2 separate regions of the Sus scrofa genome follow, and region 1 is linked to region 2. Evidence: chromatin contacts called from public Hi-C data. All regions are on one chromosome and are shown on one strand. The core of a region is the stretch at or near the end of the contact, and the rest is flanking DNA. Distances in the headings are between cores, read along the strand shown.

Evidence for each region. Hi-C and Micro-C count contacts between places; a contact is called where the count stands out from the background.
Region 1: a contact with region 2 is called in a Hi-C map of subcutaneous adipose tissue, with 1.7 times the contacts expected there. The contact joins two enhancer-like sites. A contact is called at or near these places in 3 of 47 Hi-C or Micro-C datasets (heart right ventricle, skeletal muscle and subcutaneous adipose tissue) and 2 of 2 datasets of contacts at active chromatin or transcription factors (alveolar macrophages and skeletal muscle).

What each region holds. Positions count from the first base shown.
Region 1 is chr1:75,415,675-75,420,286 of Sscrofa11.1, forward strand. C1H6orf183 (putative uncharacterized protein C6orf183 homolog) reads left to right here. Exons shown (of 48, transcript XM_021090835.1): 43 at 1,567-1,719; 44 at 1,941-2,075; 45 at 4,313-4,522. Among named protein-coding and RNA genes, the nearest start is that of CD164, 40 kb to the right of the region's middle. Within about 2 kb of position 2,812, at least 40 of the 83 cell types and tissues checked have an H3K27ac peak or open chromatin away from gene starts, as enhancers often do. A contact at or near this core is called in alveolar macrophages and subcutaneous adipose tissue, where this site is marked.
Region 2 is chr1:75,327,115-75,331,939 of Sscrofa11.1, forward strand. All of the region lies in intron 18 of C1H6orf183 (putative uncharacterized protein C6orf183 homolog), which reads left to right. Among named protein-coding and RNA genes, the nearest start is that of C1H6orf183, 100 kb to the left of the region's middle. Within about 2 kb of position 3,262, at least 11 of the 83 cell types and tissues checked have an H3K27ac peak or open chromatin away from gene starts, as enhancers often do. A contact at or near this core is called in alveolar macrophages and subcutaneous adipose tissue, where this site is marked.

The DNA of each region.
Region 1 (4,612 bases), core at 1,562-4,061, 88 kb after region 2:
GGTCAGGCTTCCTGCTGTGGCTCCCTAGCACCACCCTCCTGTCTTTTCTCCAGGGAAGTGGTTCAGAGGTGAAAGTGAAACTGACAGCACTCATGGCCTGAACCTAACCAGAACCCAGATTGGGACTTGGACCCACAGCTTTAAATTAGAATCACTCATCCAGAGTCTGGACTTACTGAGGTTCAGGTTCTTCATGCCTCCATGCAAAAGGAATTCAGCAAGAGGCAAAAAGTGATAGACAAGAAATAGATTTATTAAGATGGGATGCTTGTGGAGTTCCCGTCATGGCTCAGCAGTTAGTGAACCTGACAAGCATCCATGAGGATGTGAGTTTGATCCCTGGCCTCCCCAAATGGGTTAAGGATCCAGCTTTGCTGTGAGCTGTGGTATAAGTTGCAGACTTGGCTTGTATCCCGTGTTGCTGTGGCTGTGGCATAGGCCAGCGGCTACAGTTCCAATTGGACCACTAGCCTGGGAACCTCCATATGCTGCGGGTGTGACCCTAAAAGACAAAAAGACCAAGAGAAAGAAACAAAAAAAACAAAAAACAAAAAAACAGATGGGACATTTGTAAAAGATGCAAGTGGGCAGGCAAGGAGGCTCTGCCCAAAGGATTAGGTGGGCTACAGTTTTATCATCCAAGGTGAGTGGGGGTGGGAAAAGACCTCCTCTTCCTTTCTGGGAGTAGTGGCTCCTCCTTGGGATCTGGTATTCAAATCAGCGGAATGGTGGTCCTTAAACTCTTGCTCTTGGTCTGAACCTGAATGCAGGCCTCATCCCATCCCCTACCCAATGACTTGAGGCATATCTCACGCCTCCACTAGTCAAGCAAGTCTGCCTTGTTCTGATGGCTTTCTTGAGCAACTATTAACTTACTGTGGTCTCCCAAAGTTCCCTAGGTTTCTGTCTCTATCTATGGTCTCTTACTGGGACTTCTACAACTACCTGTGCCTACTCCATCCCTATCAAAAGGACACCCCACAGTCACCCCTCACCCAAGGATGCTGGGTCTCCAGTTATACTTAACATGAGTAAACTGTTTTGCCATAAGCTGTTAGCTGTAGCCATTCAGAATGGGGCTGCTTCATAATGAGATTTCTGCTGGAGCCTAAAGAGGAAGGTCAAGCCAGCCTAATTCCTTCCTCTAATTTATCTATTTTTAATGGAGTTTTTCGTTAGCAGCTGATGGACAGTGTTCTCATCTGGTCAGATTCTGCTGAGTCAACCTGATAAAAATCCCTAGGTTCAAATTCCCAAGTAACCCTTTGTGTGAGGGGGAGAGGGGAGATTTGGTTTTCCACCTGTGACCTGCTCTTCTACCTGCTCAACTTGCATTGACGTCTGACAACCACAGGCTCTAGGATGTGCAGGTGTCCGCAGGATGGAGTCCCACAGATTGAAGACAACACTAAAGGAGCCACTAGTAAGACCTGAAACAATACCTGACAGAGTCGTTGTCTGGGTGGCTGATGTTTCAATATGAAATCATTTCTGAAAGTTGGGTTTTAGAAGGCAAAATGACTCTTCCTCAGCTGCCCTTCCTAAACCTGAGTCTGCAATTTGCAGGAGAAGCTGGAGGAGAATCAACTTAATTTGATCCAGAAAGTATGTGAGCTCGTTGGCGAAGTAAGAACAGAAGGGATTGACAATATGAAGAACCTGAAGAAGAAGTGGGGCTCTGCCAGACCTGATGAAGAAATGCAAGAAAGCCCAGCCAAAGTATGGGATTTCATTTAGAGTGGGGTGTCAGCATTTCGTCCTAGCATCTGACCTCACCGCTCACTCTGTTTGCATATCTGTCCTGTTTCCCTGAGAAGGTCTTTTGGGGCTCACAGCACAATTGTCTCATCTTCTGGAAGGCATGTTTCTGATATTAGAATTTATGTCCCTCCCAAGTAAAGGGCTGGGGGCAGTCTTTTCTGAAAGTGAGCCCTTCTAAGCAGGAGCAGCTGCGGGCCTTGGAGCAGGACAACTGTAGCCTGGCTGCCCTGGTGTGCAAAGTGAGGAGCCTGGGCCGCTGGAGGCTGGCAGCACAGCAGGAGCGCTTCCGGGGCCAGCTGAGCAAGGCTGAGAAGGTGAGGCTTGGGGAGGAGGGGGGATTGCTGCCCTTCTTGGCTGCAGCTGCTGCCCTGGTGTCGGGTAGCAAGATCTGATAGCTGGGGAGTTTTCCTGGGAACAGGCAATATCAGAGCCTGAAGAGAAATAGGAGAGAGCCAAAAGCAAACAGCGAAGAAGCAAATGAGAGAACAGAGCAGGAGTTTAGCACAAAGGGAAGGGAAAAAATGGAGGGAGATTTACCAAGTGCTGGCAGCTTTGTCGAAACACTACAAGTCTTTGAGTTTCAAACATGATTACCTGAGGAAAATGAAGTAACAATAAGGGAAAATCTACTTTAAGGCAGATTGAAACCAAAGCACATATCAATAGCAGTTTAGAAACTTTGACTTACTGTTTCTGAAACTCAGTATTTACTCGGATTTGTCACACTGTTCTTATTTAAAATCAAGGAGGCAGTGGCCAGCAGGAGCTCTGTTCTACCAGAAAAGTTAAAGCATGATGGATGATTAAGTGGTTTAGAGACTGCTGGTGAAATTGAAAACATAGAAAGAAACGTATATCATATCTTCCTGTGTTTGGGATGTTTACAGGAAGCTATGCAAAGTAAAAAAGAGTGTTTGAACATCAAGCTAATGGCAGAACAAGAAGTGGTTTTACTTCGGCAGCAGTTACTGGCTCTAAGGCAGGCTCTGGCCAGGGCTCAGGCAGACAACATGAGGATGAGCAAGCAGCAGGAGAACCAGGTATCTGAGGACCCCCTTCCTTCCTCCCTTTTAACAGGCTCTGGTGACAGGAAGCGGCACCACGCTGCCTGCAGCAGTCACCAGAGGCCACAGTGGGAATCGGAGCAGACAGCCCTGCTGGCCCCAACCTCAGCTTGCCTTCTCCCTCCTTCCCAGCCCAGAAACCATGGGTAGTGGCCATGAGGCTTTTGTTCTTATTCGTGTTTGGCTAAGATGGTGAAATATTATTCATACCTAAGATTGTTCTGTGTATTTCTCTGAGGATCTTTTTACCCAGAGGGCATCTTGGGGTCTGAGTCTCTGCCTCTAACACATTCTTTTCATGCTCCAAGCATGCTTTCCACCAGTGTGGCCCGGCTGTCAGCATTAGCCCCAAACAGAGTCTTGGCTCCCTTCCTGATGATCAGCCCCAAGTCATAACTTCAGATGTTACTGATGCACCAAAATAAAGGTTTTTTTTTTTTTTAACAGTCTAAACTCTTAATAACTGCACCAGTCCTCTGAGCATGAATGAAACAGACCCTAAGTTTAGAGAGAAAACAGCTGAGTTTAAATAACAAGCTGGGAATCCTGGGCATATTTTAAAACATAAAATGTAAAATATAATCTTTCGGAGTTCTCTTGGGGCTCAGCATATTAAGGATCTGGTGTTGTCACTACAGCAGCTCAGGTTACTGCTGTGGCATGGGTTCAATCCCTGGCCCAGGAACTTCCACATCGCACAGGTGTGGCCAAAAAAATGAAAAATAAAAAAAATTTTAATTAAAAAATATATATAATCTGTTCCTTTTGGACCCTAATCCCTTGATTATTGTAAGCCAGGTGAATTATGATCTATCATTATGTAAAGTCATCATCCAAGTATTGCTCGTCATTATTAATGTTATAATTAAGGATCGACCATCGAGTGATTGCTAATGAGAAAAATTTCAGAACAGAACCAAATTATTACTACACTTTTCCTTTTCCAACCATCTGGAAGCTATTTTGGAAGTCAAAACAGAGGCAAGATTAGCACTTCTCTCCCCCACTCACTGTACATATTGCATCACCCTGTCCCTTAGGGTTCAGCCCCTCCCATGCTATTGCGTGATAAAGGCTCAGTGGCAGTGCAAATGTAGTTTGTGATAGACAGGACTGCTTGGTTCATAAGTTTCCTAATATGTACATCAGCATCAAATTTGGGTAAGGAAAAATGAAATTGTTCAACCTGGCACCACTGCAGAATGGCCTTATCACTCGCTTAGCTCCTGCCTCTGCTTGTTTTGTTTCTCCTCTGACTGTTGCCTCAGAGCTTACTTAAATGTCAGGCCGGCCAAGATCCCAGTGGTCTTGCTGCCTGCTGGCAGGCACAGGACAGAACAGAACACTGGGCTGTGGTACCCTGAGCCCAGGAATACTCCCCACAGTTCTGTCCCTGAGCACTAGTGGAGGGGACAGTTGCATTGGCCAACCTCTTGTTCCCTGCTGAGAAGATTGCCTTTGTTTCCTTTGGCCTTTTCCTTCCCCAGGGGCAGTTGCTGAAAGAGTTAGAACATAGAGTGACCCAGGAAGCTCTCCACCGGCAGCAGCTGGATTTAATGAAGACCTCCAGCATGGAGAAGCTCTTGGAGGATGTGGAGCAAAAAGAACAGCACCTGCAGCTCCTTACTGAAGAGGCCGAGAGGGCTTCTAAACTGGGCCAGCTCCAGCAGAAGAAAATTCAGAGAGAACTCCAACAGGTGAGAACTCCAGTGAGAGGAGCAAATCAGAGTGCACCAGCCAGAGCTGGTTCGTTCTCCCCTGTCCTTCCCGTGCCTCTCATGCCCTCA
Region 2 (4,825 bases), core at 2,012-4,511:
TAGCTCTGATTCAGCCCTTAGCCTGGGAACTCCTATATGCCACACCTGCAGCCCTAAAGAGACTACTGAGAAAAAGGAAAGGATAATGTTAGGAAAGCCCACTGGAAAAAAAGCATTTTAATAGGAGAGAATGGTTACTTGCATGAAGTACAGTGAAACATTAAGAAAGATGAGTACTAAAAACCAGACGGGGGTCAGCCATCAGGCAGTCATTTCCAGCTTCTCTTTAAAAAGTAGTGGAGGTGGAAGCCAGTTTACAGTGCACTGTGATGTGGTCAGAAGATGGGGAAGTGGAAATGTTTTCTCTGAATTGTTTTTCTAGTAGAATAGATGGTTTACTGTTTCATCTACTCTCTGGTCTCTTACTCAGAGATGTAGGTCACCCAATTTTTGAAAACAACTGGCTGGACTTAAAGGGTGAAAGCCTAGGGCTTTGAAAATTGTTCCTCTTTTCTAAAAAAATTTTTTATTAAAGTGTAGTTGATTTACAATGTTCTGTCAATTTCTGCTGTACAGCAAAGTGACCCAGTCATACATATATATATGCATACATTCTTTTTCTCATATTATCTTCTATCATGTTATATTACAGGTGATGAGATATAGTTCTGTTGTACAATAGGACCTCATTACTTATCCATTCTAAATGTAATAGTTTGCATCTACTAACCCCAAACTCCCAGTCCATCCCACTTCCTTCCCCGCCCCCATCTTGGCAACCGCAAGTCTGCTCTCCCTGTCTGTGAGTTTGTTTCTGTTCTGTAGATAGGTTCATCCAGTACCATATGTTAGATTCCACATATAAGTGATATCATATCATATTTGTCTTTCTCTTTCTGACTTACTTCACTTAGTATGAGAATCTGTAGTTCCATCCATGTTGCTGCAAATGGCATCGTTTTGTTCTTTTTTATGGCTGAGTAGTGTTCCGTTGTGTATATGTACTACATCTTTTTAATCCATTTGTCAATGGACATTTAGGTTGCTTCCACGTCGTGGCTATTTTGAATAGTGCTGCAATGAACACAGGGGTGCATGTATCTTTTTGAATGAAAGTTTTGTCCAGATATATACCCAGGAGTGGGATTGCTAGATCATATGGTGGTTCTATATTTAGTTTTCTGAGGGACCTCTATACTGTTCTCCATAGTGGTTGTACCAGCTTACATTCCCACCATCACTGTAGGAGGGTTCCCTTTTCTCCACACCCTCTCCAGCATTTGCTATTTGTAGACTTATTAACGATGGCCATTCTGACTGGTGTGAGGTGGTACCTCATTGTAGTTTTGATTTGCATTTCTCTAATGGTTAGAGATGTTGAGAAGTCTTTCATGTGCCTGCTGGCTATCCATATGTCTTCTTTGGAGAAATGTCTATTTAGGTCTTCTACTGATTTTTTGATTGGGTTGTTTAAAAATTGTTCTTCTTTTCAAAGAAAACTGGCCTCTAGAGTTTGCATCTGCAACCCTTGATTGCCAGTTAGAACTTTATTGGGATTGACTGAGTAAATGGGAGACTTAGACTCAGTGTAGAAACTGGAGAGGCCATATTAAATGTAAGCAAGACAGTCCTCACACTCATCATTTATTGGTTCAGATATGAGTTTTAAATATCCCCCTTTTCTGTACTTTCCTTGCCTCTCTTTTGGTTCTTCCAGGCCTTCTATGGAGGCCCCAGGCAGGACTCTGTAGCAGAGAATAGACGAGCAGAGAGTAATTAAAAACAAATCAATTTCTCCTCACTTTGGCCTAAGGTTCATTTTGTGCTAAACGACAAGGGCAATCTATTGGTTTCGTCTATGGTACATGAAATTATTTTAACTTAAAACAGTCATTGAAAAATACCTCCCTCCTAACTACCCTGAGAATAAGTTCGCTATCTGTGCCAAAACTGGAAAATGTGGCCTTCTAAATCAGAAATTGTCAAAAGAGTCTGTTTTCAATGTATAAACCAGATTTTTATCTAGAGTACAATTGATTTTTCCCCATACTTATTCTACAGCCAAGTGTCCTCAGCTGTTTTTGATTGTTAAATATGTTGGAATCACTAAAGTTAAGAATTGCTCATACACATTGGGTTGTCTTAAATCTGTATTATGAAAAATGCTCATAAAAAAAGAGCTGGTAGGAATTTAGGTGGATTAAGAGACTCAGAGAGGCCAGGCATCAGCTGTACCAGTTCCTAAGGGATATTTATACCAATGTTAATTCTGTCCACTGCCACCAGAGGACACATTTTTAGGGTAATTTGAATTTGTATTTAAAGCACTTAGAAAAAAAAAAAAAAAGGAAAAAAATTCTGTGACTAGTGATGTCTGACATTGATTTTCTATTTTACATTTTCATTTGACCTAAAATACTGTTTTTCAGAGTTTTTTTAAACTCAAGAAATAAAAAGAGGTTGAGGTAAAAAATATAAACACAGTACAGCTTGAGATTATTCATTCTGGCTCTTTTTCTATTTTCTCCAGTATTTAATGCCTACCATCAGTGTGTACCACATATTATTTGGCCTAAAAGTTGGCCCTTGATATACACAGGTGACATTTGACAGGCTAGGAAGACTTCTTAAACAAATGCCAGCCAAGAGTTTAAATGGAAATGGGCCAGTTAGCAAACAGATAATAAATAGAACCTGTGAGATGGAAAGATCACAGTCCTATCCCTGTTGGGAAAGAATTCATAATAAAATTATGCAAAGGACCATCTGAGAGCTTTTCAAGTTGGAGGTCAAACCTTGAAAAAAGGCTTGTCAATTTAAAAAGAGCCACATTTTTCCTTCTCAACAGCTAGGGTCGCCGGGTAGAATGTTTGGGATATGTATACTAAAAAGGTATGGGTTGTTTACATATATACATATATATTCACATTGAACTTGACCTGTAATTTTCTTTGTTAAATCTGGCAACCCTACCACCAACAAAGTGCTCTTAGCAATTTAGCACCAGCCTCTGCAACCTGGTATCACCAGATTGGAATCACCAGCAAGAACCCTCCCCATGAACTTCCCCTGCCAAAGAGCCAAACAGTAGGGCTCTTTGTGCAAAAACAGGGCAAGGCAATACAAATAGTATAAACCAGCTCCTGGGATTGCGCTGGCACAGCCAGATAGGTTTAAATTTGTCACAAATGATTTAGGGAAGTAATTGTTTCTTTCCTAATCTTTCCCCTAGGCTATTGAGAAACACCCTTCTTACCCCATCTAGTCACGCCTTCATTTCTGCTTTGTCTTCTGCTGTTTAATAATTGAATATCATTCTAGAGTAGAACTCTGTGGACAGAATGTAGTCATTTAGATCTCCTTTCTTGCTTCATTTTCCCCAGGGGCTCACTTAAAGGCAAAGGATCTCCACCTTCCTTCATCTCATGCTCTGAAGTGTGTGACCTTTCTAACCTGTGGAGCACATTCTGTGTCCTAAGTTTTTAGCCTCTTTGGGAGTTATCCTATTTTTTTTTTTCTTTTTATAGCCACACCCACACTTTTACTCCCACTGGGCTAGGGGTCGAATCAGAACTGCAGCTGCTGGGCCTACACCACAGCCACAGCTAATACTGGATCCTTTAACCCACTGACTGAGGCCAGGGATCAAACTTGCGTCCTTATGGACACTGTGTCAAGTTCTTAACCCTCTGAGCCACAATGGGAACTCCTATCCTTTTAATACTAAGGATGACCAAGGTCCCTTGGACCAATGTTTCCCAAAGGGCATTCTGCAAAACTAGATGCTAAGTAAAGTGCCCCAGGCTCTCCATTTTTGAGCCTTAGCACTGAAGCCCAGACGGTGGACATTTCTAAGACAGTATTTGATTCCTCATTTGCTATTGATTCTTAAGCATTTAAGAATGAGACTCAGGAGACAGTCCTGGCTTTCCCTCCACTTGGTTCCTTTACTCTCCTCTGATCTGTTGCCACCTGTATTCAAGTAGTGCTTACTCCCTCTCAGTTCTTTCCGGTCTTGCATTCTAAGCTATGGACTCTGCACAATGAAAGGGACTCTTTATGTCCTTTTAGAAAATTCTTTAGTTTCTTTAGAAGTGGACTGGCCTCCTGGCCTCAAACCACTAGGAAGATACCCAAGTTCCAATACCCAAGGAAACAAAAAACTCTCTTCTCTAATGCATCCCTAAGAGTACTAGGCTGTCAGATTGGTAGAAATTGCAACCTCAGCAATCCACTCCTTGCTGCCAATTAAATGCACACACTGGGCACACCCATGTCTTTGGTGACAAAGCTACTGCAGGAGCTGAGGCCTTTCAGAGAATTTAAGTCTGCATTAGAGATGCTGGTCAAAGATGACTAGGAAGTGACACACCGAGCTGAAACTCTGAGAGGACATGTTGGATTAGAATGACAGAGTAAAGGGATCCATCACCTTGTGAGCCCAGTGGGAGTAGAAGTTCAGAAGCCTTCAGTCAGAGTTGATTTATTCATCAAGTGATATAGACTTGCTGTGTTTAGGATTGAAGAACTTTTCAGGGACCACTGAAAATAAGAGAGATCTGAGAAAAAAAAAGCATGCATTTCTTAGAAACACAAAAGTAAAATACAAAACAGTTACCAACAAATGCTTAAATGATATTTGAAAACAGTTTATAGATCAGATGTTCTTACTTCATAAGAATCCTCAAGAACATACTGCCCAGAAAATCATAGCCAATCACTAATTAAATGTATTGCTCATAGCCAAAGAATTTGAAAAGCAAAATTATAAATATCATTTAACATTTTTATAGGAAAAATATATTAGGATGTGTTTTGATATATTTGATATGATCTCCAAAAGTAAGTGTGCCTAAGCCTATGAAGGTTTTAAACAACCCTAAAA